3 separate regions of the Mus musculus genome follow, and all the other regions are linked to region 2. A link is a contact called in public Hi-C data. All regions are on one chromosome and are shown on one strand. Each heading gives the region's core, a stretch centred on a gene start, on an enhancer-like site or on the middle of the called end of the contact. The rest is flanking DNA. Distances are from core to core; before and after follow the strand shown. Region 1 overlaps Rbms3 (RNA binding motif, single stranded interacting protein). Region 2 has its middle 81 kb from the start of Gm39451. Region 3 overlaps Rbms3 (RNA binding motif, single stranded interacting protein).

Region 1 (3,903 bases), core at 1,090-3,589, 360 kb before region 2:
GGCTGTGCCAAGATCTTTACTTTTCTGCATACATTTTTTTTCTTGTCATCTCTACTTGATAAATATCCTCCACTCATCCTTCAGAGTCAAGCTCAAATGCTGCCTCCTCCCCCTCCTCCCTGTGGCTTCTTCTGTGCCTTTGCCAAGCTTAGAGGTGATTTAGACACATCGTCTTTTTTGTCTGAGAGCACCTTGCTTGTGCACAGTGGCATAAGAGTTAAGACTGTTATGGCCCCGTGGGTTGGAGGCCACACAACTTTGATCATAGCACCTTGACTGCCTCATCTGTGAAAATCTGGAGGATGTAAGGAGTTGGAATATGTGTTGTTAGAAGGGAAACACATATCCCTCTTAAGTACTTACTGGCCATTACATCACCATTAACTGTCATGCTCAGACAACCCTCTAGGCTATAAGTGACTGTCCATCTCTTTATCATCTAGTACTCGGGCAGTATAGCTTATCACTAACATCAGGAAATGCATGTCAAAAGTGTGACAGATACTAGGCCATATCAAATTTAAATTGCGTATCTAAGAAGGATGAATCCCACTCGTTGTTGAGTGCTTGGCCACTAGACTCCATTTTAAATGCATGTCTCATGTTACCAACACTCATCAAATCTACCTAACTTTTAGAAAAAAAAAAAAAACCATTGAGGAGAGGAAGGGCAAACCCCACCAGGCTGGTACCGAATGACACAAAACATGCCAAGACATCTGACTGGTGTAACTTCCCAAGAAGTCGTGAAGAGAAAGAAGAGTGTGTGTGCAGTTTTGGTTTTGTTGTGGTTGCTTTGTTTTCTTGTTTGTTTGTTTGTTTTACAGAAAAGTACTATGCCCTCACACCCTCAACATGGCTTTTAGCTCACAAAGCCATCTTCTGCTGCCTTGAATGTTCAATGCCCCCTGCAGGTTTGCATGTGAAAGCTTCTCCCTAAGATGCTGGTACTATTTAGGCACTGCTTGGTGAAGTCTTCAGGAAGTGAAACCAGGTTGGGAGAAATGAGTCAATGGAGATGGACCTTAGCTATTTTCCAGTTTGCACTGCTTCTAGATCTGCCCAGATGTGAGACAGCTGCCTCAGCCCTGCCATCACAGTGGAGGACAGCGTGAGCCACAATACCTTCTCTGCCAAGAAGATAAATGTATTGTCAATCTGCAAGGCAAAATGAATGAATCCTCCCCTTCCCTCCCTGCTCTCCCTTCTTCTCCCCTCTTCCCAGCTCTACCCACTTTCTTTCCAGCGCTTCTTGTTAGTTTTTGGTTACAAAGTTAACACCCCCTGAGCTTGTTTAAACTGAAGCTCTTGGCTAGGGCTAAAGCTAAAGGCCTAGAGTGTTCTACACAGAGCTGAACACCATTTCTACAGCATATATGACAGTGTCAACAGTAGTTATGGGCATTCAATTTTGAGATGACATCCAGCATTTTATGGCCACTGGGAATGTAGAAAAAGCCAGGCCAGGAAGAAAATACAGAATGAAATGAGGGACAGCAGGGAAAAGTGCATTTTATAAGATCACTTCAGTGATATTTTATTCAAACTGAAGGCAACAGAAATTCTTAAAATATATAGTATCTCTCAAAGAGAAGTTCCCTGGTCACATGCTTTTTCACACACCCCTCCCAAAAGAGACTGGAAAAACAAAAACAAAATGGAAAAAAAAAAATCACAGAAGTTACGAAAGAAGAGAAAAAAAAATCTTGGTAGGGTAACAGCTAGTCACCCTTGGGGCTGGGGAAGGGAGATGAAAATAAAGCATGGCTGGAAATCATGGCTTTGTCAAAAGACAGGTTTTTGAAACTAGAAACAATTTGTACAATGTTTCTTCTGACCAGACCGTTTCCTCCACTGCGATCCCATAAAGTCTGGGCGGGAGCCAGTTGGCAAGGTTCCTCACAGCTGTCCAGATAAGGGTCACAGAGGCGGAAACTAGAAAGCTTTAAACGCTGGGATCATTTCCTTGCTTCTCAGCATTTTGAAGGCAGGGGGCCTTTTGGTCACTGATATCTGCGTTTGCTCCTTGCAGCCCAGCTTGGGAAAATAACAAGATCAGTTCCTTGAAAGGCTTTCCAATCAGAGAAGTTCAGGGTCCCACTCTAAGCATTTAAGTGCAATAAACGGCTTCTCCTGGGCCAGAGGGTTCTAGAAAGACTAACACCATTTTTAAAGGTTCAGACGATGCTGTAACGAGTTACATAAAAACCCTCGACCAGTGTAAATGTCAGTGGGGAAGGGATGTGTTCAGGAGAGAGACCTGCGTAATCAATTCTTTGGAACTGCAGCTAAGGAGTCTTACTGGAAATAACAGAGCCGGTTTATGACACACAGCGCCAACGTGTAATAGCTATTTACATCTCGGGAGGGAGCCTGGCTGCTCTGGACCAGTTACCTGGATGAGCTAAGGGTAGAAAAGCACTCTTTCCAAATATATCCTCCAGCCGTGGGCCGCTGGAAGGCTTGCTAGGGTATGAAGAGCAGATAGACTGTTGGAAGACCATTTGTTTGGATGGATGCATTTTAAATATCAAAGGTGCACGAGGGTATGTACAGTCTCATGCCCCTGCCACCAAACCAGGAATATTATATAACCTTTGCCCTAAGACTGATCTACCAGGAGCAGCTCAACCACCATTGATCTTTTGGGTCATTTGGCTTATTTTTCTTGAAGAGTCCTTGGTGTTAAATTTCCAGTCTTTTGTGTCTGTTTCCTGGTGGGAAAGGAAATCATGAGTGGGATGGACTGACCAGCAACTGGAAACTGTATAAATGGAATTACAGGCACAGCCTGATGTCAGACCTGGAAGTCTGAAGTCTACGTAAGTTGTTTCTTCCAGGAATGTTCATGGACAGTCTTAGTCTGCAATTATGAAACTCAAAGTGTCTAACACTCTTTGTGGACTCTACATAATAATTTGACTCAAATTGTCATGTCAGGTGGCTCAGGATCCACTTGCTGGATTCACTGCAGACTGTAGCCGAGGAATAAACTGCAATTTTAACTTCTTTCCAAAGTCTCAAATTCAAAACTTAGAGACAGTGACATTTATTTGCTTACCAGCAAAACATACGCGCTGGCTCCCAGTCTTTCATGTGCTAACTAATCCTAATTATGTGCTCAGAGATAAGGCAAGGTTTGCACGGGTTGACTTTCCCAATTTATTGACTTTGTCTACTTTGTTGTTGTTAGCTGAGATTCAGACTTTAGGACATTAAAATTGGTAGTTAAGAGTCAGTAAAGGAGAGGGGCTTCCACTGAAAGTGTCAAAAATAACGAGAAAGGGAGAAAATATTAGTACCACAAGAAACGCAATCACATGCAAATTTAAAGCATACATCATCAGGAAAGTTTGCCATTCACTTTCCAACTTCTGCTTCCAAACTACAGAGCCCGGTACCAGCAGAGAGACCCGAAATCCCTTAGACTGCAAGAGCAGTTACACTTCTGTTCTTCCAAACTGGACCTTCAGCTTTAAAGTCCTAACGTCAACCCCCCATTTTGTTACTCTTCTTCTCAATGTGGCCACCAGTATCATATCATATAAATATAGGGTTTGTTTGTTCTTTTCTTTTCATTCTTTGTCAATTCAACAGGAGCTGAAGTTACCTGAGAAGAGGAAACTCGGTTAAGAAAATGGCCTGTAGACAAGTCTGTGGAGGCATGCTCTTAATGAATGACTAATGTGGAAGGGTCCAGCCCACAGTGGGCAGTGTCACCTCTGGGAAGGTGGTCCTGGGTTGTATAGAGAGCTGAGCAAGCAGTGTGGAGTAAACCAGCATACAGCACTCCTCCATGGCCTCTGCATCAGCTCTTGTCTCCCCATTCCTGCCTTGGGTTCCCACCCTGACTTCTCTGGATGATGGACTACAGGCTGGAAGATGAGGTAAGCCTCTCCAAGA
Region 2 (3,588 bases), core at 326-2,825:
GTATTTGAGATCCCAGACAGCAACCCAGAGCCATCCACTTGTGATTTAGTGGGACACAGTGTCAGTCAATACTCCCTTCTGCTGCAGAGACCGAAACCTTGGGAGTGGGGGCTGCTAGGAAGAGGTAGGACCTTTATTATAACCCAAGTATGTATGGCAACATTTGACAATTTCAAATGAGATCTTCCCCAGATTTCCAATATTACCAAAGCTGTAGTAGAACCTACAGACCACCATCTGCAAAACCAAGTCCTTCACCCTGCCCTCTACACCTAGAGCTACAGGAGGTGTGAGCCATCGTGTGCGTGGTGAACATCAATCCTGAGTTCTCTGGAAAGTAAGTGGTCTTAACCACTGAGCCATCTCTCTGGCCCCATCCAGGTTTATATAGCTTCTTTTTTTTTTCAGTAAGATAGAAGGGGGGGGGAAGAAGAAGAAAAAACTAAAGGAGCCGAATATAATGCCATCTTTCAATAGAAGATGATCAGAAGTTCCAGGTCTAGCAATCAGAGGCTGGGAGAAGAATCTATCCCAGCAAAAGCTGTGAAGGTTCACAGTCTCTGTATTGCCCACCTGTACCAGAAATGAGTTCCTGCACCATGGATCGTAACCAGTTCAACAGGGACAAGATGCTATTGGAATTCAATAAATTGTAAGTTATTTTACCTTGAAAATTTTCTAAGCATCTGACTTATAGTTCTTATAGACAAACAGTATCTTAATCCCTTTGACCAAAGTGGTGCAGAGCCCACACTGCAAAATACCGTTAAATGGTTACACTTTTCACTCGTCTCAATTGTTCTTAATTAAGGATGTGCCTCTTCATTACCAAGAAGAGCTAAGAAGCATGGCTCCGTCCAAGTTCCTCTAATTTCTGTTAAGTGTGCACGCGTGCTCACTTCAAAAGTTTGAAGAGATGTTAATAACGCTGCTCACTAGGACGGAGGCGAGAGGCAGATAGCAAAACACATTCCTGTGAAGAAATGCAGTTGCGCCTAGAGCTCCATCTGTACCCACACTCCACACACACACACACACACACACACACACACACACACACACACACACAATTTGTATGTTGCACCAACAGAATGCAGATATTTTATTAGCATTGGGCCAAATAGTCATTTATAAATAAATCCCCAACATCCTAAACAAGGACAGCTAAAACATTTTATGAGAATTCTCCAGTCTCTGAAATAAAAGTACCACTGACCCCTCCTACGCTGTCATTATTTATTTTCCTGATATATCATTCATCTTATAAAAACAGAGTAAAAAGGAAATAGCCCATTTTCCCAATCTTCAAGGATGTTTTGAAGACGTTGCCCTTAAAAAAGGGCAGATTTCTCTGCGGTTTCCTTGCCAAGATCGGTTCAATCACTTTCTTGCAATTTTCTGCAAGAAAACACTGCAAGGCAAACATCAGTGATCCAGCATCAGGCGACTTTCCCTCCTTGATAATAAATATGTCAGTTTGGAGCCGGCTCACAGAGAATCCAGACAGCCCCTAGCTGGCCTTGTTCCAAGAGCGAAGCGTGTGGTTGAGAAGAGGCCCTCAGCTCTGTCACACGCAGACTTCTGTCTACCCCTACCGTCTGCAGCTTGGAAACAGAAGTGGTGGCTATTACAGACTTGTCTTGGGGCACTGGTGTGAGACGTCTTTGTTAAGTACCATGTACAGTCAACAGAAAGCATCCTGCATTGAGTGGAGATGGATCCTCTGAAAACGGCATTTCGTGTTACGTACTAGAGAGTGAACAAGACTTGTGGCCACTCTTTGTCAGATTAGAAGTTATAAATGCAGCACCAGGACAAACAATTCAGATTCTCTTTCTGGATGATATCACATCTTTTCTGAGGGTGTCTGCTATGCTGGTCAGTACACAAGCATCTTGTTATCTTATGTTACTTGTTTTAAAATATGTTTCTGATTGAAATAAAATCACATTACTTCTAACTTCCCTTCCCTACCCTCCTTCACACGTCTCTCAGTCCACCCCTTTCCAGGTGATAGCCCTGTTCTTTGATTACTATTGCACATACATATTATATGCAAATATATTAATAATATTAAACATATAATATGTATATTTTTTTGAGCTGACCACTCTGTATTAGACAATCAATGAGAGGCCTCATCCCTGGGAGTGGCTATTCTCCTCTTAATAGTAATTAGTAGCTGCAGTTCTAGGGGTGAGATCCACTGAAAACTCTCCCTTCCATGTTACTGTGTCCATTGATATTGTCCTTATTGGAGTTTTGATTATGAAGCCTTTTCTAGGATATTTCAATCAAATTTATTTAGGCTTGTTTGGTTTGGTTTGGTTTGGTTTGGTTTTTGTTTTGGTTTTGGTTTTTGCTTTTGTTTTGGTCTTGGTCTTGGTCTTGGTCTTGGTTTGGTTTTGGTTTTGGTTTTGGTTTTGGTTTTGGTTTTGGTCTTGGTCTTGGTCTTGGTCTTGGTCTTGGTCTTGGTCTTGGTCTTGCTCTTGGTCTTGGTCTTGGTTTTGGTTTTTTCAGAGGCTAGGTCTCATGTAGCTCAAGATGGCCTTAAACTCCCTACATAGCCATAGTCAAAGCTGGTCATGAACTCCTGACCCTCCTACCTCCGCCACCCTGAGTACTGGGCTACAAGCTTTCACCCTCGTGCCTGGTTTATGTGGTGCTGAGGGCTGAAGCTAGAGCTTCACTCATGAAGCACCAAACTGACAAAGCTGTATCTCAGTGTCATCTTCTATGTAAGTCACTTGTTTTAGGGCTCAGCTGAAAGCCCAGGCCTGGAGCACCTGGCCGTCTTTCCTAAGCTCTCTGAAACTTAATGATTCAATAAGTGGAGTTTATCTAATGGGAAGAAGGCACTGAGGAACATTTAGTAGGGGACTCCTGGTAGTTTTGGTTGGGCAGTGCATAAAGACTGACTTAAATGTTACTAAGAACTAAAAGATGGCCCAGGCTGAACAAGAGAAAAATGGTGTTAGATGTTCAAAGCATTGCCAGTCTAGAAAAGATGTCCCTAAATCACCCTGAAGGACCAAACATGGAAACTGACATGAAGGGCCAGTCTTGACATGCAAATGGGATTTGATAATGATGAGTGGGGAATGAGAATTCAGTGAAGAAGAAATAACAAGAGAGAAATCTCATGATAAAAGGGGAAAGGCCAGGGCTGGTTTGGGATTGAGGCCCTGATGTGTGGTGATGTTAAAACAAGGTAGGCAGCCAATAAAGGACAGGTAGAGACAATGACAGGGCCACCACACACCTGGGGCTCTATTCACTCCAGATGAAATGCAATCAATGCTGGCCTGGCAAGATGGCTGTCACAAATGCTTGACACACAAACATGAGGACCTGAGTTAGAGACCCAGGACACTTGCAAACAGCCAGCATTGGTGATCCACCCATGTAATCCTAGGGCTGGGAATGTGGGGGCAAGGGGATCCTTGGGCCTACAGGACAGCAACCAACCTAACCTTTGAGCCACACAGGTGATGGACTTTCTCTCAAAACCCAAAGTGCTCAGCCTCCTAGGAATAATATTCAAGGTTGACCTCTGACCTCTGGCTTTCATGTTCATGTGGATTCATG
Region 3 (3,582 bases), core at 633-3,132, 430 kb before region 2:
GACAAAATTAGATAGAAGATAGGAAGTCAATGCTGGAGGGTTGTGTGCATGTGTGTACATACGTGTTTACATGTGCATGTATGTGACATATGAATTCACATGTATGTGTGTGACATATGTATTCCCAATGTGCACATGTGTGAGGAACCCAATGCTCAACCTTAGGTGTCATTCCTAGAACTTAGGTGCTGAGGTAGAACCCGTCTACCTTGTTTATTGAGACATGGTGTCTAATGCATATGGAACTTACTGTGTAGGCAAGACTGGGTGGCCAGTAAGCCCCAGGGATTTGCCTGTCTCCATCTTCTAGCATTACAATTACAAATGTCTATCATTATGTCTAATGTTTCATATGGGTGCTGGGTTTGAGCCTAGAGCCTCATTAGTGTACTGCAAACACTTAAACTAATGGAGTCATCTCTCATCCTTCAATTGGGTTAACTGAGTTTTCATTTTCTTTATAAGATGAGTGTGTGTGTGTGTGTGTGTGTGTGTGTGTGTGTGTCCTTATTGTGTGAATTCAAAGGAAATGACTAAAACTCATTTCAGCGATTCAGAAGTATTTTTTGGCCAACTACTAGGGCACGCTATAGACTTCTTTGTAGTTTTGAGCAAGAAGTAGGAAAGTAGGGGAGACCAAGCTGAGAAGAGATCCAAGCTTTGTGAAAACAAGTAGACAATTCATAAAACATCCTATCCAAGAAGGCGCAGGCCCAGGCACCTCTGCACAGACATAGACATGCTGCCCCAGAACCCACAGTCACTGGAAGGAAGAAGCGCCCTGGCTGTGTGTGTGTTACGTATCTCAGTCAGTGCTGTGACCAAGTGCCCCACACAAGCAACTGAAAGGGAATGGCTTATCCCGGCTCTTAGTTCTGTCATAGCGGGGAGGCATGGCAGCAAGAACAGGAGAAAACTGGTCACAGTATCGACAGTCAGGCAGAGAGCAGGTAGGAAGGGGGCTGGTTTATAAACCCACAAGGCCACCCCAATGACTTGCTTCCTTTCCCACATCATAGCCCTGAATTCATTTCTTCCTTCAGCAGGTAGAGGGTTGGTTCTTGATAGTGTCAATAAAGAAGGCAGAAGTCAGTTACTGGATGAAAGGAAGAAGGTGGGACTTCCACCTCCCAGGAGGAGGAGGAGGAGGAGGAGGAGGAGGAGGAGGAGGAGGAGGACCATGTAACATCTTAAGTAGCTGTAAATGGCAGCCTTTGCCACCTGCAGATAGGCTGAAATAGGCTAGCTGACAAAGCTAGTACAGGAGATGTTTTTGCCCCACACATCAGATTCCTCCTTGTACTTCAAGTCCCATTCTCCACACAGTATATTAGAGAATCTAGGTCTGGCTCTTCAGGAGGCTGTGCTCCTATACATACTTAGCCAATTTCCACAAGGCACCCTGAGCTTTCTCTCGGGAAATTTTTGACTGAATTCTGGGGACAATGAGGGACCCCACACTTGTGGGGGTGGCTCCAAGCCAACAAGAAGCAAAAGATTCTGCATACAGACTTAGAATAAAGAGCGAGTAAACACTCTCCAGTTGTGGGATATTCATGTATACTTTTACTGGTCTAAGTGAGGGACCAGAGGTCAAAATGTCTCAAGAAACCGTGAAAGATATTTCCATTCTGGAAGAAAACGTGGCGTCTTGGAGGTTTACGAGGGTAAGAGCTACATCACGGCCGGGAGAAAACAAAATGACATACAAGGCTGGCTCTAATAAGAAACAGCGATGCGTTGAGTGAGGGATAAAAATCACTTTAATTTGGTTTCAATTTGCTCTCCTTCCCGACAAATAATTAAGTCTGGTCACGGCCACCTCTGCCCCTGCAGCTGGCAGGAGAAAGGCAGCAGAGCAGCCCCACCCAGCTCATGGTGCTTTCTACCCTGCAGCACCCCAGGAAAGGCTAGCCAGGACAAACTCAACTTGGTGGCTGCGCACCCACCTCCTTCTTATGTCATCTAATTTGGCCACAGGTTCAAGCCAATTAGATCTGAATGTCACTGTTCCCTCCTACCCCCACCCCCCACCAGCCAGAGCTTGTTTTTCTTCCTGGTCAGAGGAGACCAGGCCTGCAGCTTGGCAATTAGGCGGAAGTGGCGCCATGGGAGGAAAGGAACTGTGGGATAATTAGGTCATTCTGAGAATTCGGTCTTCCATCCACAGGCTTAATCAATGCTTCCCTGAAATGCTTTGTACCTTCTGCGCTTACTTAAGGTTTTGTTATTACATGGCACTACCAGTGGGATGACCTTCTAGAGAAATAATCTATATTAATTACAACTTAACTCTACAGTATCACCCGAGGGCCCTTTGTCTGTCTCCTGCAGTCAGAGGTGACATATTCCAGGGACCTTTATCCTTCAAAACCCATTGTGCAAAGATGGGTTTGGAGTTTCATTAAAGTCTCTTTACATATTCAACGGTTGATACACACATGGGGTGTGTATGTGTGTATGTGTGTATGTGTGTTTGTATGTGTGTGTGTTTGTATGTGTGTATCTGTTTGTGTGTGTCTGTATGTGTGTGTTTGTATGTGTGTGTGTATTTATGTGTGTATGTATATGTGTGTTTGTATGTGTGTGTTTCTGTGCATGTTTGTATGTGTTTGTGTGTGTATGTGTGTGTTTGTGTGTATATGTTTGTATGTATCTCTGTGTATATGTGTGTGTGTTTGTGTGCATGTGTTTGTGCGTGTCTGCATCCCATTTTATGTGCACATGTGAGTTAGATCAGGAGGTAGGTATACAGAAGTACTGCTGTAATACCTGGAAAGGACAAGCAAACCTCTGTTTCCAGGTGAGGTGAACAGACTACAATTTGTGCACAAAACAAACAAAAAACAAAAAGTAAAGGCTAGGTAAAAGACATAAGATTTTTAGTCTGGTTGAATAAAACAGTTACAAGACAGACAAACTCAACAAGTGAAGGAACTTGCTTTCAAGTACCACTTGAAAATCGGACATTCTCTCTGTTTATAGTGCCTGAGAAATCATACCGAGCTATACCCGAGTTCAGATGGGTCTACCAAATCACCATGTACAGTTGACTTTTCTTAAATAGGAGACATTACTGCTGCTGACTGAGAGTCAAAACTAGGATCAAGATCATTATTGAGGAGACGGGTGAAATGCCCAAGTGTTATTGAGACTCAGTGTCCACACAGTTTACCTAGCCTTCTTCTGGGGCAATTATTACTTTATTGCATGGCAGAGATTTAACAAGCAGTCAATGTAGATATAAATTTCAGGCCAACCTCCAGAAAGCCTCTCTTTGCTGAAAGGCTGCATTCATAGATGTCTGTGAATTATCTGAGCAACATGTCTCTTCCATTGGTATAGAGAGAAGGTAATGTTAGAATGATGGCTGCAGGAACGGGCCTGGGGTACTCACAAAACATCCTACTGAGTTTGTAGCTATGATGGGAGCAAGCTATAAGAACACTGTCACTGCAGGCCACTGGGTAGGCAGAACTGATTACCATCTAAGCTCTGATTGCCCATTCCCCTCTTCCTCCCCTTGCTCCAGTCTTACAACAGGCAGCGGCGATAGAGTTCTCCCAAGCACAGAGCAGAGGT

Evidence for each region. A called contact is a pair of places that touch in the nucleus more often than the background predicts.
Region 1: a contact with region 2 is called in a Hi-C map of uterus. The contact joins two enhancer-like sites. A contact is called at or near these places in 4 of 484 Hi-C or Micro-C datasets (the N1E-115 cell line, cardiomyocytes, nephron progenitors and 1 more) and 1 of 9 other capture datasets (embryonic stem cells).
Region 3: a Hi-C map of the N1E-115 cell line shows a contact between it and region 2, with 4 times the contacts expected there. The contact joins two enhancer-like sites. A contact is called at or near these places in 2 of 484 Hi-C or Micro-C datasets (the N1E-115 cell line and nephron progenitors).

The regions. Positions count from the first base shown.
Region 1 is chr9:117,029,117-117,033,019 of GRCm38.p6, forward strand. The region is part of intron 3 of Rbms3 (RNA binding motif, single stranded interacting protein); the gene reads right to left. Among named protein-coding and RNA genes, the nearest start is that of Gm39452, 160 kb to the right of the region's middle. Within about 2 kb of position 2,340, at least 58 of the 459 cell types and tissues checked have an H3K27ac peak or open chromatin away from gene starts, as enhancers often do. A contact at or near this core is called in the N1E-115 cell line and uterus, where this site is marked.
Region 2 is chr9:117,392,831-117,396,418 of GRCm38.p6, forward strand. It overlaps a transcript of Rbms3 not described here. Among named protein-coding and RNA genes, the nearest start is that of Gm39451, 81 kb to the left of the region's middle. Within about 2 kb of position 1,576, at least 22 of the 459 cell types and tissues checked have an H3K27ac peak or open chromatin away from gene starts, as enhancers often do. A contact at or near this core is called in the N1E-115 cell line and uterus, where this site is marked.
Region 3 is chr9:116,963,924-116,967,505 of GRCm38.p6, forward strand. All of the region lies in intron 3 of Rbms3 (RNA binding motif, single stranded interacting protein), which reads right to left. Among named protein-coding and RNA genes, the nearest start is that of Gm39452, 230 kb to the right of the region's middle. Within about 2 kb of position 1,883, at least 16 of the 459 cell types and tissues checked have an H3K27ac peak or open chromatin away from gene starts, as enhancers often do. A contact at or near this core is called in the N1E-115 cell line, where this site is marked.